Regions from separate parts of the Mus musculus genome. Here all the other regions are linked to region 1. Evidence: chromatin contacts called from public HiChIP or PLAC-seq and promoter capture Hi-C data. All regions are on one chromosome and are shown on one strand. Each heading gives the region's core, a stretch centred on a gene start, on an enhancer-like site or on the middle of the called end of the contact. The rest is flanking DNA. Distances are from core to core; before and after follow the strand shown. Region 1 holds the start of Rhbdf2 (rhomboid 5 homolog 2). Region 2 holds the start of Usp36 (ubiquitin specific peptidase 36). Region 3 holds the start of Gga3 (golgi associated, gamma adaptin ear containing, ARF binding protein 3). Region 4 holds the start of Jpt1 (Jupiter microtubule associated homolog 1). Region 5 holds the start of Nat9 (N-acetyltransferase 9 (GCN5-related, putative)). Region 6 holds the start of Mrpl58 (mitochondrial ribosomal protein L58). Region 7 holds the start of Cep295nl (CEP295 N-terminal like).

What was found. Promoter capture Hi-C pulls out the DNA fragments that hold promoters and counts their contacts. HiChIP or PLAC-seq counts read pairs in DNA pulled down with a chosen protein or histone mark.
Region 2: a promoter capture Hi-C map of liver shows a contact between it and region 1, with 4 times the contacts expected there. The contact joins the promoter of Usp36 here to the promoter of Rhbdf2 in region 1. A contact is called at or near these places in 2 of 39 promoter capture datasets (liver and pre-B cells).
Region 3: a promoter capture Hi-C map of pre-B cells shows a contact between it and region 1, with 4 times the contacts expected there. The contact joins the promoter of Gga3 here to the promoter of Rhbdf2 in region 1. A contact is called at or near these places in 3 of 39 promoter capture datasets (hippocampal neurons, liver and pre-B cells) and 1 of 115 datasets of contacts at active chromatin or transcription factors (embryonic stem cells).
Region 4: an H3K27ac HiChIP or PLAC-seq map of microglia shows a contact between it and region 1, with 5 times the contacts expected there. The contact joins the promoter of Jpt1 here to the promoter of Rhbdf2 in region 1.
Region 5: a promoter capture Hi-C map of pre-B cells shows a contact between it and region 1, with 2.7 times the contacts expected there. The contact joins the promoter of Nat9 here to the promoter of Rhbdf2 in region 1.
Region 6: a promoter capture Hi-C map of liver shows a contact between it and region 1, with 2.7 times the contacts expected there. The contact joins the promoter of Mrpl58 here to the promoter of Rhbdf2 in region 1. A contact is called at or near these places in 3 of 39 promoter capture datasets (liver and pre-B cells).
Region 7: a contact with region 1 is called in a promoter capture Hi-C map of pre-B cells, with 2.4 times the contacts expected there. The contact joins the promoter of Cep295nl here to the promoter of Rhbdf2 in region 1. A contact is called at or near these places in 2 of 39 promoter capture datasets (hippocampal neurons and pre-B cells) and 1 of 115 datasets of contacts at active chromatin or transcription factors (pancreatic cancer cells).

The regions. Positions count from the first base shown.
Region 1 is chr11:116,622,832-116,626,629 of GRCm38.p6, reverse strand. It overlaps Rhbdf2 (rhomboid 5 homolog 2), which reads left to right and starts at 2,410. Exons shown (of 19, transcript NM_001167680.2): 1 at 2,410-2,452.
Region 2 is chr11:118,287,943-118,292,244 of GRCm38.p6, reverse strand. It overlaps Usp36 (ubiquitin specific peptidase 36), which reads left to right and starts at 2,001. Exons shown (of 21, transcript NM_001033528.1): 1 at 2,001-2,288.
Region 3 is chr11:115,601,956-115,605,733 of GRCm38.p6, reverse strand. Gga3 (golgi associated, gamma adaptin ear containing, ARF binding protein 3) reads left to right here and starts at 1,818. Exons shown (of 17, transcript NM_173048.3): 1 at 1,818-1,906. The coding sequence starts at 1,867. Mrps7 (mitchondrial ribosomal protein S7) reads right to left here and starts at 1,594. Exons shown (of 5, transcript NM_025305.3): 1 at 1,491-1,594; 2 at 822-1,013; 3 at 648-711. The coding sequence starts at 1,573.
Region 4 is chr11:115,512,785-115,516,589 of GRCm38.p6, reverse strand. It overlaps Jpt1 (Jupiter microtubule associated homolog 1), which reads left to right and starts at 2,197. Exons shown (of 5, transcript NM_008258.2): 1 at 2,197-2,370. The coding sequence starts at 2,315.
Region 5 is chr11:115,185,779-115,189,638 of GRCm38.p6, reverse strand. Nat9 (N-acetyltransferase 9 (GCN5-related, putative)) reads left to right here and starts at 2,240. Exons shown (of 7, transcript NM_025400.4): 1 at 2,240-2,520; 2 at 2,802-2,890. The coding sequence starts at 2,814. It overlaps Tmem104 (transmembrane protein 104), which reads right to left and starts at 2,152. Exons shown (of 10, transcript NM_001033393.2): 1 at 2,041-2,152; 2 at 1,317-1,429. The coding sequence starts at 1,361.
Region 6 is chr11:115,401,218-115,405,181 of GRCm38.p6, reverse strand. Mrpl58 (mitochondrial ribosomal protein L58) reads right to left here and starts at 1,430. Exons shown (of 6, transcript NM_001347645.1): 1 at 1,222-1,430. The coding sequence starts at 1,407. It overlaps Gm32013 (a long non-coding RNA gene), which reads left to right and starts at 3,929. Exons shown (of 3, transcript XR_880312.3): 1 at 3,929-3,964.
Region 7 is chr11:118,340,418-118,344,603 of GRCm38.p6, reverse strand. It overlaps Cep295nl (CEP295 N-terminal like), which reads left to right and starts at 2,070. Exons shown (of 3, transcript NM_021440.2): 1 at 2,070-2,291; 2 at 2,931-3,027. All of the region lies in intron 1 of Timp2 (tissue inhibitor of metalloproteinase 2), which reads left to right.

The DNA.
Region 1 (3,798 bases), core at 1,161-3,660:
CCCTGCCTGTGCTTCAGAGAAACAGCTCCCAAGTTTGGGGTTATTATCTGTCTTTGCCCCAGCCTTGCCTTTCCGTGGCTGGAGACTGGGAAGGAGAAGTTTGCCACCCTGCCTAATAGGAAGTAACTAAAGCTCTAAGCATGTGGTGCACACACATTTTATTTATTTATTTTTACATGAATTAGTGTTTTGCCTGTGTCATATATGTATGTATGTATGTATGTATGTATGTGTTAAGTATGTATTATGATGTACATGCCTGTGGAGGTATAAGAAGGGCATTTGATCTCTGAAACTGAGTTAAGGCTGTCTGCAAGATCCCAAGTGCATGCTGGGAACTGAACCTGGGTCTCTGCAACATCAGCAAAAGCTTCCAACCATATAATTATTTCCCCTGCCCCACTTTTTTTTTTTTTTTTTTAAGATTTATTTATTGCCGGGCAGTGGTGGCACACACCTTTAATCCCAGCACTTGGGAGGCAGGAGGATTTCTGAGTTGGAGGCCAGCCTGGTCTACAGAGTGAGTTTCAGGACAGCCAGGGCTACACAGAGAAACACTATCTTGAAAATAAAAAAATAAAATAAATTTTAAAAATTCTTTTATTTATATGAGTCCACTATAGCTGTCAGACACACCAGAAGAGGGTATCAGATCCCATTACAGATGGTTGTGAGCCACCATGTGGTTGCTGGGAGTTGAACTCAGGACCTCTGGAAGAGCAGTCAGTGCTTTTAACCTCTGCTCTACCCAACCCACCAACGTGGCAGACTGGGGGCAGGGTGGTTAAGAGCAACAAGAGCCCAGAGACCTGGCTCACCTCTGAAAGCAGCTCTGCTGCAGCGCCCCCTGGTGGTGGTCTCTCCATACTCTCTGGCTGGGCGAGGACTTCAGAAAGAAAGACTGAGGCCATTGGTGCAGGGGCTGAGGATAGGGACTCCAGACCTGGGGGTACAGGTCTAGTTCGTTCCTCTGCCATTTCCTGCCTGCCGTAAGTTTCCACATCAAATCCCAAGTGAGGGGCTAACCCAGGCCCTAGGCATCTGTATCAGTGGCACCCCCTGCCCTTCTCCGGCCTGCTGTTCTTGTTCAGGAGCTGACAGGTCCGGCGAGTGCTCGTAGGTGGGAGCATGGGAGTGTTGGACAGGGTGTCATAAATGTAGGCCTTCGTACAGGGCTAGGTACGCGAACATGAAGAGTGGTACTCTACCAGGAAGTGGGTAAGAACATCACAAGATGGCACCACCCAGAGCCGAGTTAAGGGAGGGATATCTGGGTCCAGGAGGGAGATGAGGAGGCACAGCCCAGCTCCTATGGGCTCAAGGTGGCTAGAGACGTGGGCTAAGGAGGATAAAAGCCTGTGGCTTAAACTTGAGGGAGGGCCGGCCGTCACCACTACTAATAATAGCAAAGATAACAGCAGCTGCTAGTTAGAGCCAGGGGCCCCACAAATGCTCCCTGTTACTGCTACCACACAGAGAGGGGAAAGCTGAGACCGAGGAGGCTTAGGGGATTCATCTAAGACCACAGGAGCAGTCAATGGCAGATCAGGATTTGAACCCCCGGCTCTGTTAGCTGGAGTCATATATAGTTATTTCTCATTACAGCCAACAAAGCAAGTTACTTGGTCAGTATTGGCCAGGCTAGAGTATCCAAAGCCTGGGCCTGGGGGCTGTTCATGACACGGAGATGTGGAGGGCCTTCCTCTGCATCTATTGCCAGTTACTGTGAGAGCCAGCTTTCAGCCTTAGCAAGAAGCCTCTGTGTCCTTGGGTGCAGAGCAACATTCACAGTTTCCTAAGGGACAGTCCCAAGAACTAGCATATACCTCGGTTGCCTTTCCAACTGCTCTGTGTTTAGTCCTGGGGTGGTTAAGGGGACAAGACCCAACTTCCAGCAAGGACCCGGTCTGGCCTAGAAGGGATGCCAGGCCTGAGGAGAGATCATTCTAATGGACGAAGGAGAGACAGCAGCTAGAGAAGGCCAAGGCTTCCTAGACGATGTAGCTGCAGCGATCGATCGGGGATTCTGGAAAGGATGCAAGCCTAGTCGAGGCTCCTGGAGTCAAAGGAGCCTGAGGTCACACGAGAAAGAGAAGGGGAAATTGAGTGGTTTTTGCTTGGTTGTTATGGGGGTGTGTCCGTGTGAGCGCGTGTGTTGCTGGAGATCGAACCTAAGATCTGTGTGCTAGGCAAGTGTTTAAATGTGGCCATAAGTGGAGCAGCAGGAGCTACAAGCCCAGGCAGAAGCCGCGGGCCGACCACGCCCCCCGAAGCACCGCCCACACACCAAGAAGCCCCGCCTCAATGAGGCCCCGCCCACACCCAGTCCCCGCCCCTGCGCCCTCGCGCAGGTAGGGAAGAGGCGGAGCGCTGGCGCTCAGCCTTGTAGCCGCCGCCCCGCCGCTGCCCACTCTGCTCTCAGCCGCTTCCCGGGACGTGGGGCCTCCGAGAGGTGAGCACGGGGAATTGGGTGCGGCGGAGCTCGGGTCCGCTAGGCCGCGGGTGGCCAGGGATTCACGGGGCTGCCCCGTTCGGCCGCGGGGAAGGTCGGGGGCTGTGCGCCCCGCAGAGCGCCCTAGAGGCCGAGGCTGGACTCTGTGCCCGCGGGACCGCTGGATCCCTCCCGCAGATCCTTGGCCTCTGCTGGGACCAGGACGCCTAAAGGGGTTCCCCGGGGCACAGTCACCAGATGTCTGGGCGCGTGGTTTGCGCAAAAGTTTAAAAGCCCAGAGAGGAAGAGAGGGCACTGCCCAGTGTTGGAACATGCGACTCCGCCTCCAACCAGAAATCCCTTTTAGACCTTAAGACTATATTCCCCTGTCTCCCGGGTGAACTTCCAAAGTCCTCGGGCAGCGTTTTGTGCGTGGAGCTTCGCCGCCGTGGTAGTAACAGGTGCGGGGGTGGGGGATGGGGAAGGCTCACACCGCCAGAGTAGTCCGCGGCTCAGAAAGTGTACTCAGGAGTCCTGGCTTAAGGACCGAGGGGTTTGGAGAGTTGGGCCCCCAGCTGATGTTTCTGCATTGGATTGAAAGTTAGGGAGCGAAAGGTCTGTAGGGCCCAGGTCTCTACCACAACCCCAGGGCAGAAGGGAAGCCAGGTCCATACCTTGATTCAACTCCAGGAAACACCGAGCCGCGAGTCTGTAGGGCCGGGACATAGAGAGCGAAGGTGAGGTGTACCTGAGGGATTGCCTCATAGGTGGAGCGGTTGCTGTTTCTCAACCAGCTGCATTGGGGGTTCCAGTGTGGGTGACATCTTGTGGTGAAATACTGTCCCCAGCATCTATGTTGTGCTGTTGTGATTGTAGTCAGGGAGAAGAAAATGAAACTTGGTTTCAAGCAGTGGTTCTCAGCTTAGGGGTGCTTTTGCCCGCTAAGGATATTTGACAATCCCTGGAGACACTTGGCCATCACAGGTCTGCCCCACAGTACAGAATCTGGCCCCTCAAAAGTCAACATTGAGTGACCGTCCTATGACCACCAGCCCACTAGGGTACTTCTTGTGAATTTCTCTCCCTACCTAAGTTTCTCCAGGGGCTGGGAAGGGCCAGGACGAATCTCAGTGAGAGATAAAGAGATAGGTGGGCAGGCTTCGCCCTGGCTGGCCACTGGCCCTGTGGAGGAGAAGCTGGGAACAGTGGCTCTCTCGAAGCACAGGTCTGTAGTACTTTACCCAGGATAGCTTCAGACACAGGATAAGCTCAAGGTAAGCCAGAGTAGCCCTGGGGATGGAGGAAGGGCAGGACCAAGCTCTGTTCCCATGGAGTTTCCCAAAGCTGGATGAGCTGAGGTCTCCCGG
Region 2 (4,302 bases), core at 752-3,251, 1.7 Mb before region 1:
AGGACAGCCAAGGCTACATATGAAAACCCAGTCTCAAGAAAACTAAAACAAAAGGAAGGAAGGGAGGGAGGGAGGAAGGAAAGAAAGAAGAAAAGAAAGAAAGAATCCTTACAATATCTTTGCTGAATGAATCTGCCATCTGCCCAAATGGTCAGAGTTAAGTTTTCCATCTCTATTTAAATTATTCAATATGTAATCTGGGATCTGGACCTAAAAGAGATTTACAAGTGTCAAGTATGCACAATGCACAAGCCTACCTTGTCTATGAGTTAATAAGACCTTCTTCTGTTTGAGGCTGGCTCTTCCCTGGGCATTGGCCACATCCAGTTGCATGTAAAAGTATGTTCTTTACAGATCTCGAAGTGTGCAGAGTGATTTCTCACTGAGAAGGGATTACATTTCTATAACACCACTGCACTAGGGGGTTGGGGGGCATCTGGGGATTGCATTTATTTATTTATTTATTTATTTATTTATTTTGAGACAGGGCTTCTCTGTGTATCCTTGGCTCTCTGGAACTCACTCTGTAGACCAGGCTGGCCTTGAATTTAGAGATCTGCCTGCCTCTGCCTCCTGAGTGGGATTAAAGGTGTGTGCCACTATCGCCCAGCCTGGGGACTAAATTTATTACCTGCCAACTGAGCTACTGACTCTGAATTTTATTTTATTTTTTTGTCCCCACAGATCAAGCCTCCAAGTAAGAGAAATTTGCAAAGTAACAGGCTAATTAGAACAACATCTGGATTAAAAACCTAGGTCTTATGCCAGGTGCCAGCTCCCACACAGGAAGCGTGCTAAAACAGTGAATTTCCCAGGAACTGTATCAGGCTCGGGACAGCAAAAGCAGTAATTCATTGTAGCCAGCCTAGAACAGTGGGTTTATAGAGCCAGCTCCAGCCAGACACAAAGAGTGGTCAGAGAACAAAGAAGTCGGTCTAAATAAAGAGGGAGGATTCTGGGACTGGAACTCAATAGTTAATAGCCCCTACTTCTCTTACAGAGTACCAGAGTTTGGTTCCCAGCCCTCACACTGGGAGCTCACAACTTAGAGCTGCCTGTAATTCCAGTTCTAAGAGAGGATGAGACACCAGTGGCCTCCACAGGCACCTACACTCAGATATTCTTCCCCTATACGTATGTAATTCAAAATCTTTTTAAAACTAAGAGAACTTTTTTTTTCTAATTTAGGTCATATGTGTCTGCCACATGTAGAGTTACATGAGATTTTGAACCACCACTGTATGGGTGCTGGGAAGTCCTTGGAAAGAACGACAAGCCATCTTAACCTCTGAGCCATCTTTCTAGCTCTAAAAGGGACATTGGTATAGGCTAACAGGATTTGGTCTTTGCCATTACTACCCCATCAGCCCCCACTCCCACCCCCTTTTTTAAAGACAAGGTTCTGCTACGTGGTCCAGAAGACATTCTCCAATGATCCTCCAGCCTTGGCCACTTAAGTTAAGCGGTGGAGTGGCTATAGCCAGCATCTCAAGGATCCCAGAGATGACGTTTAAGTTCTGATCATCCCCCACCCCCTCCACTCCTCAGAGTTGCAGAAACTGCTTTCTTGTGCCACAGCGCCTGTTTCATGCAGTGATGGATGGAACCCAGGGCCTCATTCCATGCCCGGCTTGCTAGGGTTTTTTTTGTTTTTTTGTTTTTTTTCAAAAGGACGCCTGCAGGTAAGAACTAACGAACGGTGAATCTTCAAAGCCTCGGTGGCTTGCACTGAACGTGAGCCCTGAGCTCCTCGCCGCAGCACACTGGGCCTGCGCACTGGCAATGTCAGGCACGCAAGCGGAAGTGACGCCACTCGCGTACACCGCGGGAACCACGCCAAGCCGCAGCAGGGTCTCTGGACTCCGGGACGCTTCCGGAGCTTTTAGCTCTACGCGCTTGCGTCATCGCGTAGACTGGCAGGCCTGCGGGGCGGAGGGGTGACGTGTGCGTCGCGAATAGCAGAGAAGGGAGGGTCCAGGGAGACAAGTCGCCGTTAGCTCCGCCTCTTAAGGCGAACGTGCCCTTCACGCGGACTCAGGGAGCACATTGCAGTGCGGCTCCTTTAAACGTCGTGGTGACACGTGTGTGAGGCTCTGGAGGCCCGGATGGTGCGCATGCTGGCCCGGCCCGGATCGGACGCTGGTGCTGCGCGGGCCTTCCGCGGGTTCCCGAGAGGCCTAGGAGGTCGAGGTCGGGCGCGGCGGAGCGCAGGAGCTTCCGCGGGGCTTGGGACGAGGAGGGTGCGCGTTCTACCCGCGGGTTTTGGGGACTCCAGCGAAGGCTGACAGGTGCGTGCGTGGCCGGCGAGGGCACCGGGGAACGCAGAAAGAACATCGGACGCAAGGGACAGGGATCGCCGGGAAGGACAGGGCGTGAGAGGGGCGTAGGGCAACACTGGAGAAGGTTGGGGTGCGAGGGACTTGGAGGAACAAGGGATGCCAGGGACTCCGAGGAAGGGACAGGTGATGTGAGGGGTGCCTGTAAACCCTAGCGTAGCCAGGGAATTGCATCAGTCTTCATCCCAGGGAGCTTCTGGAACGTGAGGTCGCTGGGATCGCGGTTGTTCTCTCAGAGCGGGTTTTCCTTTGAAGGTTCCCGGAGCTGGAAATCTTAGGGTGGAGGTATAGCTGTAGTCCATTTTATAGACTAGGGCAGGGTCAGATCCTTAACACGGATCCACACCGAAATGTAATAGCAGGATAGCATTCTAACCAAAATGCCCATTGCTTATGGTGTGTGATTGTGTGTGCGCGCGCGAGCCTGCCTGCGTCTGTGGCGTGACCCTTGGTGATGGAGATGGTGGAATAGCATCCTAAGACAGGGAGGCACCTTGGATGCCTGAGGATGCCAAAGAGCATGTAGTTCAACTGTTCCCTGACTTGGAATGCTCTGCGGTGGGATGCCTTGGAGGCCCCAGCTCTGTCTTCGCCAGCATGTAAGTGACCCTGAGAATCTGACTTGAGTATTTCTTGGAAAACAGCTTAAAGAGCTGAAGGAAATGCTTTGTTTAAATGACATCTGTCAGAAGGGAGGAGCCAGGCTTGAGTTCCGAATTAGATATGTAAATTGGGCGTGCAGAGTATCCTAGTCCTTGAGAGACCTGGGTCGAGGAAGCATCCCGGTTGGCCTGAGAGTCACACGTGCTGCGTGTGCATGTTAGAGGGTTTGCTGGGAACTACACGAACATTTTTCTCGCTCCTACATCACATAGCCGTATCTTCCAGGTAGAATGATAGACACTTTTTTCCTGCTATAGCTTCAAAAATGATCTTGGCTGAGTAGCCTGCCTTGGTCCTAAGGCCCTTGTGGCAAATGCCTTTGGGTTAGTGTTCCCATTTGCTCATCCCTGAACCATGTTGGGCCAGGACAAAGTTCTCACCTCCCCGTAGGGAGGCATGTGTGGTTTTGAAAATGATGTTTGTGTGGTGGGGATTTTCAGAAGCCAGGCCACCTCCCATCTGCATTCTGTTGGGGGTGGGGGCGTTGGTTAGATGGAGTTCTGAGGCATTCTGCAAGGCAACCTGGGAATGAAGAGGTGAACCAAGATTGGTCAGGCAGTTGTCTTAAGCCCTTGATGGTGGCATTGTGCTGATTGTACCATCCTTTGCATCTGTGTGTGTTTGAATGGACGGAAAACACTTAACTTTTTGGGGCCAGCCGGGAGTGATGGGGCCAGCCGGGAGTGGTGGTGCACACCTTTAATCCCAGCACTCGGGAGGAAGAGGCAGGCGGACTTCTGAGTTCCAGGACAGCCAGGGCTACACAGAGAAACCCTGTCTCGAAAAACCAAAAAAGAAAAAGAAAAAGAAAAAAAAAAACCTTTATGGGGCCAAGTTGACGGTGGTGGGAATTGAAGAAAATGTTTATAGTTAGAAAATTAGGATTTCACATATTTAAAAAAAAAAAACAAACAAAAAACACCTTCCTGGTTAATGAAAGGGGGGAAAAAGTTTGAGGTTTTTACCTATTCTTCTCCACTTGTAACTTTGGACATGTTATTCAGATTGAAGTTGCCCTGTGTGTATGTATGTGTGTGTGTGTGTGTGTGTGTGTGTGTGTTTGTGTATAGTGTGAGGATTGTGATGTAGAACAGAGGGTGGTGTGTTCACGTCATAACTACAGTGATCTGTGAGCACTGTGTCCTCTGGACTCATTGTGAATTCAGCATGAAGAGGGATTTTTTTGTTTTTAAAGACAAAGTCTCACTACAGAGCCCAGGCTGGCCTTGAATGCTTGATCCTCCTGTCGCAGCTTCTTGAATGTTGGGATTAGAGGCAAGCATCTCTGTGCCTTGCTACCTTT
Region 3 (3,778 bases), core at 569-3,068, 1.0 Mb after region 1:
TTTGTTCTTGTTTTGAGACAGGGTTTTCCTGTGTAGTCCTGGCTGTCCTGGAATTCACTGTGCAGATCACGTTGGCCTCAAACTCACAGAGATCCACCTGCCTCTGCTTCCCAAATGCTGGGATTAAAAGTGTGAACTACCACCACCCAGGCAAGAACTTTTTTTTTTAATGTTGACAGAATGGGAAACTTCTGGGGACTCTGTGTAGCTCTGGCCGGGGTGAAACTAGCTTTTGACCATCCTGGCCTCAAACTTTTCCCAACTCTGCCTCTTTTATTGTTAGGTTGTCCCCCCACCCCACCCCAAGACTGGATCTTAATATACAGCTCTGGCTGTCTGGAACTCAGAGATCTGCCTACCTCTGGCTCTGTTTTGATTGTTTTTAAGACAGGATCTCACTAAGTAGCTCTGTTCCAGAACTCACTCTGTAGCTCAAGCAGGCCTGACTTATCTCTGCTTCTCGAGTGCTGGATTCAAATGCCTTCTCCAGCGATGGGATTTGAGGTGGGCACCACCAATCTCAGATCTTGGAAATTTTAATGGCAGGAATAGAAACCTGTTTTCTAGTTTTGAAGCCATGGTGTAAAACGCAGACACCAAGCCTGAGGGAAAAGAAAGACAAGCTGAAGAGGAAGAAGCGGCCTTACCTGAGCCATGAGAGACCGGGCCAGAACTTTGTTGCCTCCCTTCATCATCATGTTGGTGAATTTGCTTCAAGGAGAAAAACATGGTTAGCTTTCCCGGGCTGTACTCCGGATCCCTCAGCAGAAAACTGCCCCAGGTGAGTTCCAGCCCACAGCAGAGGAGCATTTGCGCCAAACCTGATGACCGGGTCTGCGAACACCGAGCTGGTTTCAGTCGCGGCCGCAGCTTTGATAAACTGGGTTTTCTTGAGCTCCTGGTCATACTTCTCCTCTTCGGTGAGTTCCGCCACCGGCTTGCGGTAATATTCCTTGTCAATCAAGGGCTCCCGGAATTCGGGGGCATAGCGGCTCCCCCTCACCTGTGTGAGCCTGGGAGTGGGGCGAGGAGGAAGCAGACAGAACCCTACGGGTGAATCTGTGACTCCACAAAAGTGAACAAGCTTGACTTAACAGTAAGCCGCAAGTGCCATCACGCTGACGAGGGACGGTGGCGCTGGGACCGCCTGCTAACCTGACAGCAGTTCTGACCCTTGTCCCAAGAGGTAGGCAGCCCCCACCCCGAAACTGGCCACTGTTCCGTCGCAAGCCAGTTCTCCGATCTCTAGCAGGGCCGCACTCTCGGCTCCGGGTAGAACCGATCTAGGTCATCCCGGCCTGTCAGGCATAGGACAGGGTACTAAGCCCCCAAACCGGCCCGTTTAATGGCTGGAGTCAGCCATCTCGGCGCCCCGAGTTAGTGCCCTCCCGCGCCAGAACTCAGCGCAGCTCGCCTGCGGCTTCTTTCCTTTCCCCAGGTCCTCCCGTGAAGGTCCGAGCGGCGGTCCCGGCTACGCGCTGCCTTCTCACCCTGGAAGGTTCCAGACGGCGCACCTCACTCCCAGGGCCAGCCCGGACCAGCGAAGCGGAGCGCGCAGCGCGGGGGCAGCCATCTTGGCCGCTGTCAGGACCTCGGAGGGCTGCCCACAGCGCGCCTGCGTGAGTGAGCGACAGGACACGGATGAGAGCCTGCGCACTTTCCTCGGGCGTGGGTTTCCCTTCAGAGGTTCCCTCTGAGGAAGAAGCGAAGACACATCCTCGCCCTCGCGGCCTCCGACGCGGTCCGGCGCGCCCGTGGACCGCAGCCCTCGGCGCGCTCAGGCCCCCATGCGGGCCCCGCCCCCGCCCTGCTCGCGCAGAACCTCGCGAGGCTTGAGGGCGCAGGGCCGGACCGGGCGGCTGCAATATGGCGGAGGCGGAAGGGGAGAGCCTGGAGTCCTGGCTGAGTGAGTATCCGGGGCCGCCTCTACCTGACCTCCAACCACGGGCCTGCCTCCTCCCTCCCTGCGCCATCCCCTCCGCCGCGGCGGCCCGCGGCAGTCCACACCCGGCGTCGCCTCGCGGCGAGCATCCGGCGCTCACACCCCTTGCGAGCAGCGGCCCTTCCCCGCCGCGCGTCCTCAGGCTCCCGCGGGTGACACCTGCAGCGCGAGATCCTGCAGGCCCGGAAAGCGACACCCGGGCGCCTTGGGCTGACAGGCGGGCGTCGTGGGGAGGTTGAGGTGGGGCTGCACCCAGCCTGTGCTCTGGGACCGGGCATTGGACAGGTCCCTCGGGGAGGGTTGAGCGGTGCCACGCCGCACACACAACACAGCTGGCAGCTTCCAGAGTGGGACCATCCTCAGTGAGGATGCTGGAAGTGAGAATTCATTTCCAAAGCGCGACTACAGGGAACAATATACCACGAAGCGTGCTAAATATGTACTGAAGGAACACACATGCGCGCACACACACACACATATATGCACGCACTCATTTTAACGAGATAACCCGCTCTTGAGTAACTCAAAAAACAATGACTGCTGCTATATCGACGTGTTGCTATCTTTACTAATTTGTACATTGCTCCAAAGGAATAAGGTTTAACGTTAGCGGACAGTTCATCCAGGTTATTTAGTAAGGGTTAATAAGGCTGGTTAATCACGCCTTATCAAGGGTCAATAAATTAACTTTACTAAGGGCTAGCCCCGGGAGAGCCTCTGAAATGGAGACGAATCAGGTAAGACGTCTTTGTAGAGCCCTGAGCTGGAAATCCTTTACGGAATACAGTTGTCTCTTTGATGTCTTGAGTGTTGTTCCTAGAGGCATGGCCTTCCTTAAGAACTACTGTTCAGGAGATTGAAATTAGCTTTAAGGGAAGCTACATCCCAAAAGAAAAGTAAGATCACAGTTGCAGTGTCTGATGTTTGCGGGCAGGGCATAGAGCCATCTCCCTATATGTGACAGTTCTCTGGGGAGTGTACAGTGCTGGATTACAGGCATTGGCTAAAATCATTTACCCAAGGATCCCAGTGTCCAGTCAGCTGTGTATAGACCAGGCTGGCCTCGAACTCACTGAGATCCTCCTGCCCCTGCCTCCCCAGTGCTAGGATTAAAGGTGTGCACCACCACGCCCAGCTCCCCTTCTTGAAAGATGAAAATAATTGGAATTGTAGACCCAGTATCTCACTTAATGAAACAGGTTCTGTGGCCACAATTCAAAGAGGACATTCTGCCTCCACTCAGACCGTTTTCCTGGAACCGTGTGACTGGGTAATAGCCAGAGCAGAATTGATTCACCACACAGACGGTAACAGGAAAAATGGAGTAGTATAAATGACCTAAGCTGCGCTAAGCAGGGTTGACTTAGGTGTTTTGTCTTTGTGAGACAGAGTCTCAGGACGCCAAGGCTGGCCTTAAACGCCTGCTCTTTCTGCTCTATCTAGAACTGCTGGGATTTCACCGTCTGACTAGACAGTGTGACTTATACCAGTCCGTTGAACCAGTCAGTGCCATCTTTGTGAAGGTCCTTGTCACCTCCGGTTTGCCTGAATTACTGCAGCAGCCTCTCCTTGGTCCACTCTGCATGCTGTTCCCAAGAGAGCAGTTATAGCTTACCACCATTCCAGGGCTGCCACCCCACTACCCTCCTCCCAGTCTGTCTCTGGCCATTACCTGCCTTTTCCTTTGATGGCCTGGTGATGCTTTTCCCACCAGCACACACTGTTCTCATTAACCCTGAAGCCCTCTTATCCCTTGCTTAGTTATGTGCTTCAAACCTATCTCAGAATATCCTTCCTTACAAACCATCTCTTGATGACTTCAGCTCTCTCTCGAGG
Region 4 (3,805 bases), core at 948-3,447, 1.1 Mb after region 1:
AAGACAGCTACAGTGTACTTACAAATAAATAAATCTTAAAAAAAAAAATTTTAAAAAACAAAGGGAATTCCAGGACAGCAGGGCTACGTAGATAACACAGAGAACAAAACAAAACCCCTGGAATTTCAGCACTTTTTCTGTTACGGACTCTTTAAGATTGCTTCATTAGGTTTCCCAGTCCAGCCTGGTCTTCAGAGTGAGTTCCAGGACAGCCAGGGCTACACAGAGAAACCCTGTCTCAAAAAAAAAAAAAAAAAAAAAAAGATTGTCCTAAACTGGACAGTGGTGGCGCACGCCTTTAATCCCAGCACTCTGGAGGCAGAGGCAGGTGGATTTTTGAGTTCAAAGCCAGCCTGGTCTACAGAGTGAGTTCCAGGACAGCCAGGGCTACACAGAGAAACCAAAAAAAGAAAAAAAAGAAAAAAGAAAGAAAGAAAAGAAAGAAGGAAAGAAAGATTGTCCTAGTGGTGAAAGGTCTCATTCATCTCCACCCAGAAGCATGGAAAGCTGAAGGCTTATTTGGGGCGTGGAGAAAACATTGTTATTTCCTACACGTTGGTCAGGTTAAAGAGCGGATTTACGGTTTTTGTTAGCCATCTACCCTGCATAGTGGCACTGCCCTATATTGCCAGGAGTAGGGAGGAGTGCTGGTGTAACCAAACATTGGGACGGTACTAAAGCATCGGCAGCGGGATGTGGGGTGATGGTGTAGCACAGGCTAATCCAGTTAGCGCAGGCTAATCCAGGAATTCTTTTCATTTGTTTCTGTTTTTTTTTTTTTTCCTAGACGGGGGGGTAGGGGTGAGGGTGGGTGGGGTGGGTGGGTGGGGGGGTGGGGGTGGGGTGGGGGGGGAGTTCTCTGTGTAACATCTTTGGCTGTCCTAGACTCTTCTGCCTCCTTAGTGCTGGGTTCAAAGGTGTAGACCACTGTGTGCCCCCCGCCCTTTTTGAGGCTAAGAAATCTTGCTTCTGCCTCCAGGGTGCTGGGATTAGGGGTGTGCAGCACCCCCACCTCGGACCTTAAAAAAAAAAAATTCCCTCTCCAACACGGTTTCTCTGTGTAACTCTGGCTAGCCTAGAACTCGGAGATCCACCTGCCTCTGACTCCTGAGTTGGTGCTGGGACTAAAGGATTAAAGGCATGTGCTACATCGCCTGGCAAAAGATTTACGTTGTGTACATGTGTGTGCCTGCATGTAACTGCCCAGGTCAGGGAACTGGAGCTACAGTTTGGAGCTGCCCTGTGAGTGCTGGCAACTGAACCTAGGTCCTCTGCAGTACTAGCATATGGCCTTAACACGACATCCCTTCTCTCTTTCCTGCTTTCCTTCTCTGCCTCCCCCTCATTTCTTTTTGACAGGGTCTCACTGTTTAGACCAGACTGGCTTGAAACTCAAAGTGATCCTCCTGCCTCAGTCTCCCAAGTTAAGGCATTGCAGGGAAGTGCCGACACATCCTGCTGAGGTAGCTTTCTATTTAGGTAGCTAGGTAGTGTGTATGTGTGTGTGTGTGTGTGTCTCAGTGCGTGGGTGCGTGGAGGTCAGAGGTTCAAGAGTTGGGTATCCGAAATAATCAAACTCAGAGCTGAAATCAACCAAGTAGAAACAAAAAGAACTATACAAAGAATCAACAAAACCAGGAACTGGTTCTTTGAGAAAATCAACAAGATAGATAAACCCCTGGCCAGACTAACTATAAGGGACAGAGACAGTATCCAAATTAATAAAATCAGAAATGAAGACATAATAACGAAGTATATCTTAAAATAATTATTCTGCTTGTTGAGTATTAACAGTTGAAAATATTAAAATCATGTTCTACAAAAAAAAAAAGAGAGTTGGGTCTCTTACACGTTGTGGGTCCTGGAGATTGAACACGGGTTGTCATGCTGGGTGGCAAGGGCTTTTCCTTATGAGCCACCTCGACAGCCCCTCAAGTAACTTTTTAAAGTGACCGTGAACACTTGAGCACCACCAGATTGTCGAGGGCGTGGAGGAGGGGAGACCACAGCGGCCTTTCTCTGTACAGGAAGGGGGCGGGGCTTAGGCCGAGCCGTCTCCCGCGCAGCCCGTCCTGACGCCGATCTATGATTAGCACTGTAGCTAACCAATAGAAATGAAGAGATCTTTTTAAATTGCCCAATGGCGGCATGTGGAGGGTGGGCCCTATTGGCTCTATAAAATGGGAGTCCGGCGAGCCCCGCGGCGGTAGAAGCTCGTGGAGCCCTGGTGGTTTAGCTTTTGGAGTCGTCTGCGCCTGTTGGTCCCAGTCCCCCTTGGCGTTTTCAGGGCCAGCCTACCTCGCCCCTTGGCGCCATGACCACTACCACTACCTTTAAGGGTGTGGACCCTAACAGCAGGAACAGCTCCCGGTAAGGCGACAGGGTAGGGCTCGAGCCCTCCAGGGCTTGTGGGGACCGCGGGGCGTTGGTGGTAACGGGCCGGGAGCACCGCGCTCGCGCCCGGGGGAGGGTGGCAGAGTAAGGAGTGGGCGCCGCTTTGTGCGGCAGGACTGCCTCGGCTTGTGGCCCCGCCCCAGTCGTCCCTTCTATTCATTTCTCCCCGGTAACGACAGCTGAGGGGGACTGTGGGTGGCGGCCCTTTGCCGTACGGCAGGTTGGAGTCGGTGAGAGTGTGCGGGAGGATCTTCTTTCAGCCACCCGCGGCGACACTGGTCGGGTCCAGGATGGTGGGCTTGGTCTCCCAGGAGCCCAAGGAGCCTGCAGGGCCCTGGGCCCATTGTCCCACATGAGGGCCATGCGCTCCCGCTTCTGGCTCGGGCGTGTGCTGGCCCCGGCCTTGGGCGCTGCGAGCAAATCTGAGCACTGATCCGGCTGGTCTGCAGGCTCTTTTCCTCGTGGTGGCCCGCCGGGGTGTCCGTGTCTGCGCAGCAGGTGCACCTCTGGTAGGGCGGGGCTGGTCATCCCCTCCCTCCACTTCCAGCCCTGGACAGGAGCTCTCTTATCAAAGTGCCTCCCTGCGCCTAACAAAGGAGAGATCGGGTCTCCTCCCCCTCCCCACGCCCACCTCCGAATGCGCGGGGCCGTGAGCCTGCTCAAATGGGTTTTCTGCGCTCAGGTCCTCGGACCTCTGCCCTTCCATGTCGCCTTCTTTACTTCTCCCATTGACTTTGGCCGAATGAGTTCACCCCAGAGCAGGCTTCTCTTGGAGGAGGAGGTTGTCTGTGCTTGGGCGGGGCTAGGGAGCCATCCATTGTCTCTCCAGTAGTATGTAGTATCCCTTCCTGGAAGCTGGGATCTTGCTTGTCCCCAGTACACTGCATTTTGGGAGGAGCTCTGTGACTGGACTGGGACCCGTTTCCTACCCCTCACTTAACTTGGTGAAGATATTTTGTTCAGCGGAGGGAGTCCATCTACATCGTCTCAGCTAGTGGCACACAGTCCCTTAAGTTGGCTTTCAGGCATCTCTTTGATCTTCCCAAAGGCTTGGTTCCATGTTCTCTGGCCATGTATTTTCCATTGATGATGACCCACAGTTGAGTGTGACCAAGCCTTGGGGTCCCGACCAAGTGGCACAAAAGGGAGCCATTTTGTGGGGCTAAGAAGGCAGCGTGGAACAGCAGTGTCTCTCACAGGGGCTTGACAACTTGCTGACAAAAAGCAGCCTCCTTGAGTAGTCTTATGAGGAAGCTGGGGCAGCTACAGACTGCTTTCAGTTTCAGGAAGTAGTAAAAGAATTGGTGTGATGGAAGGGAACTGAAGGGGTCAGCGCTTACAGGGCGGGGCAGAACTGGAGATTAGACCTAGGAGACTGGGTCACTCCCTCTTGTTGTCATCCTTCAAATGA
Region 5 (3,860 bases), core at 991-3,490, 1.4 Mb after region 1:
GGCGGCTGTGGCATCACAAGGTGGCCTGAGTGGATGATTACATGGTGAAGGCACAAGGAATGGGGACATAAGGTACTTTCTTTCTAAAACACAGTCACAGCAATAACTCACTTCCTCGTCTCCAAGTCTGTAGTGAGTGTCAGAAAAAGCAGGAACTGTGGCAACGTGTAGGGACAGTGCAGACATCTTCTTGCTGACAGGGGATTCTAAGAACTATCACATGATTGCATGGACAGGGTAACCATCCACTCCAGCACTTTCCCTGGTGAGCTGCAGCGGTGAAGTGTGCATGCGTGTGTGTGTGTCTGTGTGTGTGTCTGTGTGTGTCTGTGTGTGCTCTGTGGCTGCCTATGAACAGCAGGGCACTGCTGAGACTAGAAAAATCCTAAAAAGGCGGCTTGTGGAGAAGAGCCGCTTTTCCTGGTGACAGCAGGTACCAATGTGAGTCAACCCAGGTAACTCACGATTACCTCCAACGACTTACCCAGTGAAGGCCCCGTGATGCAATAACCACATAACCACAACCAACTGGATACAGCACCGAGAGAAGATAAACTGAGTGTGTGTGGGGGGAGTGCAGGGGCCACGGAGCCGAGACAGAGGGGAATCAATCGCTCTAATTGTCATAATTGCATGCTCTACCAAACTGCAATTGGGAGACTCTGCAGTTCACCACCTCTTTCAACATCCAAGACCACAAGAGTTGTGCAATTTAGAATTTAGCGAAGGAAGAAAGAGGCTGCTGACTACTGAGAGGAACACAACTCCATGGCGACAGCTGTTGGTGACTGCCCAGCTGACTGGCAGAACTGTGTGTCATCTGTGGGAGTCCTGAGATAGATATTATGGGAGACTAGCAAGTTAACTACTATTTGGCTTGATGCTCTCTGATAGGTGTCTAAAAGGAGAACTGGCCTGGAGAAACAGCTCAGCAGTTAAGAGTACCTGCTGCTCCTGCAGAGGACCCGAGTTCACTTCCAGCACTTACACTGAGCAGCATCCAACCATCGACAACTAACTCCAGGGCATCTGGTGCCCTCTTTTGGATTTGACAGGCATGCACATATCCATACGTAGACACATCATTTAAAATAAAAGCTTTAAAAAATTATAAACAAATGAGGAACGAGCCTGATATATAGAGTCTAGCTAAGACAGCTGAACCTGACTGGAGCTATGTGGAGTTTCCGTTGTGTTTTTCACCAGGGTCTATTTAAACCAGGGCCATAATTAGTATAGTCCACAGATAGCAGTGGGCTTCTCTAGAAACCAGGAGCATGGTGGTGAGCAGAACACATTTATGGAGAAGAACTCACATAAGGAGAATAGAGCTCTCCGGTCTCTGTGATCTCGCCTGCCATCTCCAGAGAGTGAGGAAGGGCTGGCCCAAGAGGTTACTTCTATGCAGTGGCAGCAGCAGCCGCAGCTCCTAAGACAAAAGAGTAGACTTTAGTTCTCTAACTGCAGAGATGAGACTGGGGGTGGGGGGTTTGCAGTCTGCCGCTTTCACCTGTAGCCCTTTTAACTCAGACACTTTGGTCTCCCTATCTGCCATGAGACAGCCTTGGTGGGACGCGGCTTCCTGGACCATGTCTTCTAACTTGATTTGCTATGCAAGGCACTTCTCGGTGCCTGGATGCTGCTCACACTCCAAGTGACTGAAGGGGCTTTCCGGGCCTCTAAGCCTCACTAACCATCACAGCCCCCTTTACCCTAAAGTGCTTACGTCCGTTTCATTATCTATGAGCTCACTACTACACAGGACAGCCCACACAGCTGTCTGCTTCTCCGCCCACAGCGGGAGTCAGCTTTTCCAAGGTCGCCCCTCCATCCTAACTCCTTGTCCCAAAGCCTCTTCTTTTAAATGGGGCCTCGCGCACCGACACCTGCCTTTTGCTTTGCCTTAGGGTTTCCCACCCTTAAGCCTCCCCTCTCTTCTCCAGAGCCGGTCCCTCAGTCTCCCCTTCCCCTCCCTTCCAGGTGAAACTCTAAAATTCACATCCATCTTCACCCTGTCCTGCCCTCCTGCCCGTCCCAGACCTGCAGCACAGCTAGCTTCCAGGCACAGTGGCCACCGCCTCCAGCTCTGCAGCTGCCACCCGGCACCAGCGGCCCCGCACCAGCGCCCGCTACGCGCACGCGCACGCTTCCCAGTCCCCCGTCCAAGCGAGCGCGTGGGGAGGGGCGCAGTGCGTTGATTGGATGCCTCGCGGGGGCGGGGCCGGGATTGGGCTTTGCGGCTGCCGTCTGCCTGGCGGAAGCGGACAGCAAGCCCCTCTACGCGCATGCGGAAAGCCTGTTTCTCCGGGACAGACGCTGACGCCTGTCGTTGGGGACGCCTTCCTCGGCAGGGGGTGGTTGTGAGCTTTGCAGTTTGCAAACTACAGCGCTTAGACGGCCGAGGAACCACGCAAAGGGCTGAGGCCTGAGAACTTTGAGTGGGGCTTGGGGACAGGAAAACGGAAGGGCCAGAGCCGAGTGACGTGGACTCTGGACGCTGGAGGCTAGGGTTGGAAACAGGTTAAAAAAAGGATTAACAGGTCATTTGGGGGTGGACGGGCATGTTGTGTAGGAATGGGCTGGAAACCGAGCCAGAACTTGGCCCCTGGGTGAGAGCCCAGATGTATTGACCACTTCGGCTCTTTCTCTTACAAGAGTTTTAGAATCCCCGTTCTTTCACGTAGTTGTGAGGGGAAGGCAGGACGCTCTTCTGTCAACATAGCTCCACTGCTACAGAAAGAGTTCCACCCTGCGTGGGAAGACACTATGGGGGCTCTGAAGTCTTTAACTCTCCCCACTAGTAGGCAGCTACAATGAAGCTGAATCAGAACACCATGCTAGTGGGCAAGAAGGTGGTCCTGGTACCCTACACCTCCGAGCATGTGCCCAGGTAACTAACTCATTACCCGACTGGTTGTAGCGTGGAGGGCAATTGGAAACAGGGTGCCTTAATCTAGGAGCCTGTCTTGTTTAACAAACGTCACTTGTGTGGTGCTGTACACCTTTGATTCTGGCCCAACACTTGGGAGACAGAGGCAGGTCCATCTCTTCCGTGAGATTGAGGCTAGCCTGGGCAATATAATAAGTTCCAGGCCAGCTAGGGATACTTAATGAGACTGTGACTCAAAGTGGGGGGTTGGGGGTGGGAATTACATGCAGGAGGAATAAAGCTGAAGTGGAGGGCTCATTTTTCATTTATTTTCCTTGTCATCCATCTCTCTGCTTTCTTTTTGGCTTTTCAATGAGGGATTACATCATCTAGATGTGTGTGTAACAAAAAAACAAAGCCATGTCTTCTTCCCTCGTTCTAAATTACTTATGGCGTTCCCTGGTATCCTCTGGAGACTTAACGTGTGCTTGTCCCAGATGTTGAATTCATTATTTTGATGCCTACTGTTTAAAGGCCAGAAGTGAGATTCAGGGACTCTTTGTGAGGTTAGTTGGCAAACATCTGACAGATTGAGAAGCTGGCTCTGTAGGGGACAATAGTTTTGCATTGGGGAGATCTGTCACCCTGCCTTGTAGAGGTCTCCTCAGCCCTCTTTGCTGGGCTGGACTGGCATACCCTTACCCTCAGGAACTGGGGGAGTGTTTGGTTTTATATTACCTGGGTGGGAAGCTGGGCCCCTAGAGCTACCCTCTCTGCTGCTGCCTGAGAAAAGAACCTACCTTTCCTGCCTACCCATACCCACTTCACCTCAGAAAGCACAAACTCAGACTTTTTGTGGTTTTTCTTTTTCTTTTTTTGAGTGGGGTATTTTTTTAATCGATTATATATTAACTGAATACCTACAATGTTTTTGTTTTTATCCCCCCCCCCCCCCCCGAGATAGGGTTTCTCTGTTTCTCTGTGTAGCCCT
Region 6 (3,964 bases), core at 181-2,680, 1.2 Mb after region 1:
TACTGTTCTGAAATGGTTGCACCTGCTCTGCTGGGGACACTCATCTCCCCAGTATTCTCATGTCTTCCTTCCAGGTCTTTGTACGTGACAAGGTCTCATATAATCCAGGCTGGCTATGAGCCAATTGATTTTTCCTGCCTCTGCCTCAAGTGCTTGGGTTACAGATTCAGGCCACTGTGGCCCATTCTTCCAGGCTTTTCCCAGATCACTCTACCTAAAACTTCAATGCTTAGCTGGGTTTGTTGGTATATGCCTGTAATCTCAGTACTTGAGAGGCAGGAAGATCACTGCAAACTAGAGATCATCCAGGGCTTTTAAAGAGCTTTTCTCACAACATGTATCAGTACAGTGATACATGCCAGTAATCTTTACGCGTGGGAGATGAACGTGGAAGGATCAGGAGCTCATAGCCACCCACAGCTATGTAGCAAGTTCGAGTCTAGCCTAGGCTACATGAGATCCTTTGTCCAAACAAACAACAAACCTACAACTGTTATTATCTCTAGCTTCACCTTTGCCTTCTGAGTCTTACTATCTCTGAAGTATCATATTTAGTGTTACTTGGGTTTATTCATTTATTTTTGTCTGTCGCCCTCCAGTATACGAGCTTTACAGCCTTAGGATTTCTGTTTTACTACTCTCTGCCCCAAATTAGCACTGTGCTAACAGCATGCTCTCAAAAGATGTCTGCTGAATGAGGTGCGAGTGGATGAATGAAAATACTTGATGCTCTTTCAATCCTACAGGTGCAGCTCAATAGATGCTCTCTTTCCTGCTCAGGCCCCACGCAGTACCACTACATGACGCAGGCTAAACATGGACCCTTAGGGACCAAACCAGCTTTGTCTCAGGCTTCCTAACGTTACTAGGGTCAAAAGACTGGGTAACGTCCCAACTTGCGGATCTCAGGTTTTACTACTTTCAAGGTCCATAATGCACATCTTCCCATATAATGTGAGCCTGAAGGCCGGGAAGCAAACGTGGACAAACTAACGATCTAGAAAGACGCGTATGTGGCGGCTCTCTCCCAGGGTCTGCACTACCCGAGCCACGAGGGTTGCAATCACACTCTACAGTCCCAGCACATCCCGCACCTCCGGCCGGGTTACTAGGGCGATCAGTTCCTCCTGGGGCAACCAAAACCTTGCAAGCCGCCCGGCTTCCTCGCGTCACCTAGCAGCGGGAGGAACCGCCCTTTCCGTCCCGCCTTTCTCGGCTCACCGGGACCTTCCAGGCGGTATCCGCGCCCTTGGACTCGGGGTACAGCTTGTCCAGGCTGTAGATGCTCTGGAACGTGGTGCCGTCTACCTGTCTGTGCAGAGCCCGGCGAGCACAGCGCGCGGGCGGCGCGAGCAACAACGTTCCAGTTCGGCTCAGGCCCCAGCGTAGGCCCCAGGCGGTCGCCATGTTCACCTCCCAGGACCGCTTCCGGTGCTCACTCTTCCGGCGGTCCGCCAGCCTTGGCTGAGCTGGCTCTTAAGTTCCGCCGGGTTTCTCGGGCTCCGGGCTGTCCACCTTGGCGGTGATGGTGGGAAGTGGTGCGCACCCAGCTGACATCTGGTAGAGGTTGACCGGCAGATAGAGACCACCTACGGGAGATTTTTCTTAAAAAGATTCCTGTATGGGTCTGACTGAGCGGTGCTCACCTGCAGTCCCAGCACTGCTCTCAAGGCTAAGGCAGATGAGAGCCTAACCTAGTCACATAGCCCCTGTCATAAAAATAATACATACATGGCCAGGCGTGGTGGCACTTAATCCCAGCACTTGGGAGGCAGAGGCAGGTGGATCTCTGAGTTCGAGGCCAGCCTGGTTTACAGAGTGCGTTCCAGGACAGCAAGGGCTATGCAGAAAAAAAACCCTGTCTTGAAAAACCATAAAAAAAAAATAATAATAGTACATACATACACACATACATACATACATGGCCAGGCCTTAATCCTTGCACTTGGGAGGCAGAGATAGGTGGACCTAGGCTAGCCTGGTCTACAAAGTGAGTCCAGGACAGCCGAGGCTTCTATACAGAGAAACTCTGTCTTGGAAAAATCATTTTAAATGTGTGTGTATGTAAACAAATATATAAATGCATAAATACATAAACAAACACTGGATCTAGCATCCTAGAAACACCCTTTTCTCTTTTTTGAGTCTGTTCTCCTTCCCTGGACCCTTGAGCAACCTAACTAGATACAGCAAGGACGACCTTACCTGCTAAGCTCGGACTTTCCCTGCCCTTTCCTATCCCTTGTTCAGTGTGAGCCACATTCCTAACTTGCTTTAGATAGATGAGTGGATAGACAGTCAACCAATCTTTGTGTGTTCGATTTTGAGCTTAAGGGTTGGTTTTGTGGTATTTATTTAGGCAGGTTTCAATTATGTAGCCCTAGCTGGCCTGGAGCTCACTATATACAGCAGGTTGCCTGCCTCTCAGTCCAGAGCATTGGTATTAAAAGCTTACCCAACCAGGTCTGTCTTTTGCTTGTGTTTTGAGACAGGGTTTCAACCTATTTAGCTCAGACTAGTCTTGAACTCCTGACCCTCCTGCCTTCACCTCACAGGTGTTCAGATTTGTACCACTACTCCAAGGCCCAGTCTTATGTTCTAACATATTGCCTGTCTCCAAGTTAGAATGTAAGGTCTCTGCTGTATCCCAAACATGCAGAGTGTGTCACATCACAGACATACCACGACTGTGGGTCAAGTGAATTTCATGGTAGTTCACGTTTTTGTTGTTCTTTGGTTTGGTTTTTCTTTTTCTTCTTTTTTTTTTTCCTCATGACAGTATTTCTGTGTAACCTTGACTGTTCTGAAACTCGCTCTGTAAACCAGGCTGGCCTTGAACTCTTAAAGATGCACCTGCTCTACCTCCTGACTGCTGGGATCAAAGGCAAGTGCTACTATGCCCAGCAGCAGTTCATTTTTGTAAGTTGAGTTTCAGTCAAGTTGAATCAACTTCAGGTTTTTTGTTTTTATCTACAAAACAGCCTTATAAGCCACTCACACCCATGTGAGAGTTGTGATGAATGGCTTTGCTTATACCCAGCCAGGGATGGGAGGCAGATCACTGGAAGTGGTTCTAAATACAGGCATCTTCCCTCCTCAAGCTTTAAGAAGCAGCATAGTGGATTCTTCTAGCCACTAAAAACAAACTGGAGGTGGTTGGAAAGATGGCTCAGTGGTTAAAGAGCACTGACTGCTCTTCCAGAGGTGCTGAGTTCAATTCCCAGCAACCACATGGTGGCTCACAACCATCTGCAATGGGGTCTGATGCCCTCTTCTGGTGTGTCTGAAGAGAGCATTGGTGTACTCTTATACATAAAATAAATAAATCATTAAAAAAGTAAAAAAAAAAAAAAAAGCAAACTGGAGAAGTAGGTACAGAGTTCAGAAGACTGCAGGCTAAGTAGGGTTGTTTCATAGTGGTGTTAAGGCAGTAAATTGGAATGCTAAGGCTACAAGTAAGACAAGAAGTGTTTGAAGGTGTCTAATCCTTGGCTAAGTTCCTTGGTTGAGGTTGTGAATAAATGAAAATAGATGTCAATAAATGTTAGTAATTGTTAGTAATGCTTGTGATTAACTCATAATGAAGAGCTTGATTTTTTTTTTTTTTTGAGACCGTATCATCACCTACAAACATACACCCCTGGGACAATTGAAGTATTCCCCAGAGACACTGGCTCATTGAGACAGGAAACTGTCATGGAAGCAAGCCTTTACAGTCTCTACATTATTGGAAAGATAAACCAGCCCCCAGGCACTCCGTGAACTCCAAGGATTGGCAACTGACATCTTCCTTTGGGGCTCTGGCTCGGAAGGAGTCTCCTGGGTCCTTCCCTGACTGACTTAGTCCCAGAACCTCTGAGGGAGCTGAGCCGTTTCCATAGTGACTGGAATATGCTGCTCCGGGGAGCAAGCCCAGGCATCCATTCGGGTTGTGGATTATGAATAATAAAATCAGAGCGGTCCC
Region 7 (4,186 bases), core at 821-3,320, 1.7 Mb before region 1:
TATATGTGTGTTTGCATGAGTGCACATGTGTGTGCCAACGTGCATATGTATATTAACGTGCCAGCAATTAATCTATAGTACCATGCCCTAGGAGTCCTACACCTTGTTTTTTTGAGACAGTGTCTCTCACTAGGCTAGTCTAGATGGCCATTGAGTCCCCTGGGGAATCCCCAGTCTCCCTCTACCCAATGTGGGGATTACAAGAGCTTGCCACTATTCCTAGCTTCTCTGTCTCTGTCTCTCTCTGTCTCTCTGTCTCTCTCTCTGTCTCTCTCTCTGTCTCTCTCTCTCTCTCTCTCTCTCTCTCTCTCTGTGTGTGTGTGTGTGTGTGTGTGTGTGTAAGACCCGGGGGCTCATTGGTTAGGCAGGGTTGGCTGTCCAGTGACTCCCATGAGATTCACTTCTTGTCTGAACCGTCTCAGCCCAGGGATTGCAAGCATGAGCCTCCAAACCCCCAACCCACCCCAGTTTGATGCTGAAGGTCAAACTTAGGTCCTCATGCCAACTCAGCAAGCACTTTCTCAGACTGAGCCAGCACCTCTCCAGCTTGCTGGTTGGATTAATATAGAGCTTGGGGTCTCTGGGAACAGCAAGGGAGGTGTCAGGAGAGCCAAGAAGGCCAGGGCCAGGGGTGGCAGCATCACCTTCATTCCAGAACAGACCCAGTGAGAACAATCATGGAAACCGAGAGCACTGAGCCTGCTGGGGCAGGCTGAAAGAGCCACCTGGCAAAAGTGCCAGCATATTCTAGAAGCCTCTCTCCAGGGACTTTTCTCTTGCTGAAGGTTTGATGTAAGACCAGGAAGAAGAAGATGAAAGAGACAGAAAGATCAACCCCAGGGCTCTGTTTGTGAGTTCTCCAGAGAAACAGAATCAACAGAGAGAAGGCCCGGGCTTTGGAGTGGGAATGGGGCTCCCACAGTTTGAAAGAGCCCACACTGGTATCTGCAGACCAGAAAGCAGTGGTGTGATTTCATCTGTGAGTGGGGGTGGATAGTCTCTAGAGAGCAAAGGACAAGGGACCAGGAGGAGCCCAGATGGCTGGAGACAACAGATATTCATTCACACCCGACATCGTCTGGATCCCCAAGCTTGGACACCCGTAGCCCAAGCAGTATGATTCAAAGTTAATCCCATGCAGAAACACCTCCACATTTACCAGCTCGCTGGGTGTCCCTTAGTTCATTAACCAGCTGAGTATTCCCCGGTTCAGTCAAGTTGACACAGAAAATAAACCATCACAAGAGTGTGAGAAAGGGGACCGGAAAAACAGAGGCGGCTTTCGTGGAGAAAGTTCCTCGTGTGGGGATAACGCATATGCTGGTCCAAGTCAGTGGGCAGTGGCTTTTCCAGGGGCTCATTCCATCCGGCCACAGCCTTTGGTTCCAGGTTCAGCTCCTCTCATCTTGCGTTCTCCACAGCTCGGCCTGCCCTGCCCTTTACTTTTCCTCGATAGGAGGAACTTTAAGCTTGACTCTTTACGAAGCCACCTTCCCCAAAGTAAACCCTCAGTGGTCTTACTTTTAGAGGATGCTCCAGCACAGTCAAGGATGTCTAGCTTTGAGGTCTAAGGAGGTTTAAGAATGAACGAGGAGCCGGAGCTAGGATTCTTTCTTCTCCTGCCTCAGTCAGCTTCTCAGAGCTGTTGGGAAGTAGCCCATACCCTCTGCCCGAGTCCAGCCAGCTGCTGTCTCTGCACGAAGAGGGATGGGAAGCGCCTGTCCTTGAGATCTTTACGTATGTTTGTCCTCTTAATGTTCTGACAGCTGGGGTGGGAGAGCACAGCCTGAGGAGGTCGTGATGCTGCCAGTCTGAGGGGAGGGAGCACTCCTCCAGGCTGTGGCTGTGAACTGAGGCTTTCTACATTGCTCATCAACACCTCTTCAAACAGACTGCTTTCAAAAAGCTCACAGTCCCTGCCACTTGAGACAAATCTCTGATTGCTTTTCTCACCTGGAAACTTGTCCTCTGGCTGGCCTGTCTCTGTATCTGACCTCACCCCTGAGGTGATGTCACAGCACCACAGCTCTGCTGTTCCCATGGCAACAGCCTCCCTTGGTTAACCAGACAGGGCAGACAGGGCTGCTGGCAGAGGTGGGGAGTGGTAATTCCACCTAACCTGGGTCAGTGACCCCTGAAACCCCACTTGGACCACCTTAGGACAAGATTGCGGTGTCTGCCCCTTCTCCGCTGGGAGGGGGGGTCTTTTGTGCCGGCTGTTGGGGGAGAACGTGTGACCAGGCCACGTGACCTGATGCAGATTTAAAAGTCCGTCTTACCAGCAAGAATAGGTGCTGACAGCGGGGGGCTGGGGGTGGGAAGACAAGATGCTCTGAGGAGTGGGAGGTGTCATGACATTAAGAATGGCAGCTGGGTGCCCCTGAGCTGGCTAGGGACTTGGAAAGGTGGTGAACACCACCCCTATATTTAGTAAGGCCCCACCTGCATCAGCCACAAGTGCCCCTCTTGATTGGTGGATGCCTGAACCCTGAGGTCAGAGGGCAGCTTACCACAAGGTCTGTCTGCGGGGATCTGAGCTTGTTCCTCACCCCCTCAACTGGCTGCCCTGCTCTCCTGGTAGAGCATGGGGGAATGGTCAGATGTCCGCGTGTAGCCCCACCCCCAGAATCTGGGTGAGAAAGGGGCTGTGAGCTTGGCTAAGACATACTTTGCCACGCCTTCCCCAGGAGAGATTCTGACACCACTTCAAAAAAAACAAAAAACAAAAACGCAGCCCAGCGCCTTTAGGAATGACCTTTCTCTGGAACTTAGCTGAGGGAGGAGGGGCCAGAAACGGGCCATGAGGCCGCGTACTGTGTCGTAGAGTATAGAGAAATGGGGTTAGAAACATCTCTGATGTTTATTTCACCTGGGCTTGGCTTGGATGCCTCCAGTGATGGGTGTCTCATTGCCTACCCAATGATTTTAAGACAGCTCCATAGAAAGTGCCTCCTTTCACCCGGCCAGCCTTTGCCTCCCTGTAATGTGTCCTCATTGGCCTGGCTCAGTCATCTGGAGACGCATACCGTAAGTACCACCCTCTCCCCACATAACTGGCCGAGCATCTGGGTGGTCCTCACAGCGATGGGAGAAACTGCTGTCACTCACTTCACAGATGAGGGGCTGAGATAGCATTGATCACCACCTCTCTCTGGGCGCACAGTGTACCACCTGCCCTCCTCCCAGATCCTCCAGCCCTGCAGAGGTTTCTGCCTTTTGTCATTGTCCTGAGATCTTGCTAGCATTCCTGGCCTCTTCTCTCCTTTCTCAGAACCATCTGGGAAGAAACTCTTTGCATGTCCGACTCTCCCTTGCTCTGCTGACATTTAGTCTGGCTGTTGTTACTCAAGCATCTATACATTTCTTATTATCTGGTATATTCCTAGCCATTTCAACACTTAAATGTGCTCCCCTGCGCCCCGCCCCGCCTTGCCCCGCCCCCAAAAGGGTTTCTTTGTGTAGCCCTGGCTGTCCTAGAACTCACTCTGTAGACCAGGCTGGCCTCGAACTCAAAACTCTCGCTGCCTCTGCCTCCTGAGTGCTGGGACTAAAGGCATGTGCTACTGGGCTTGGCTGTCACACTTTCGATTTGTTGGTTGGGCTTTGTGACACCAGAGGCCCACATCAGGTGTCTTCCTTGCTTCCGTATATATCGAGACAGGATCTCTCACTGAACCTGGAGCTCACCAACTTGGATACCCTGCCTGGCCAGTGAGCACTAGGGCTCCCCCAGTCTCTGCCTCCCCTATAGTGGGGTCACGGGCATGAGCTGCTGAGCTCAAGTATTTTGCATGGGAGATCTGCACTCAGGTCCTCTTGCTCACACAGTAAGAGCTTTGCTGACTGAGCCACTTGCTCAGCCCCTCATTGTGCCTTGAAAATGATTATCCCGTGACCTTGTCACAGACACTTCTCATCCCTTTGACATCACAGACCCCAGTCTGCCCATCAGCTTCCTGGACCTTAATGTTGTCTTTACCTTCAACATTGGCCTGAGCTCCCTTCAAGCCAGGTGCTGTTCTCAGTGACAGAGGCCATATCATATGCTGCTGAGACACCCTGACTGTGGAGACAGTCTGTGGAGACTGAGGGCCCAGCAGCCACATCACCGAAATGCCTCTCTTTATGTCTGAGCCCGGGATGTCTGGGCTGTCCAGCAGAGGATTAGATTCTTCTCAGACTGTGG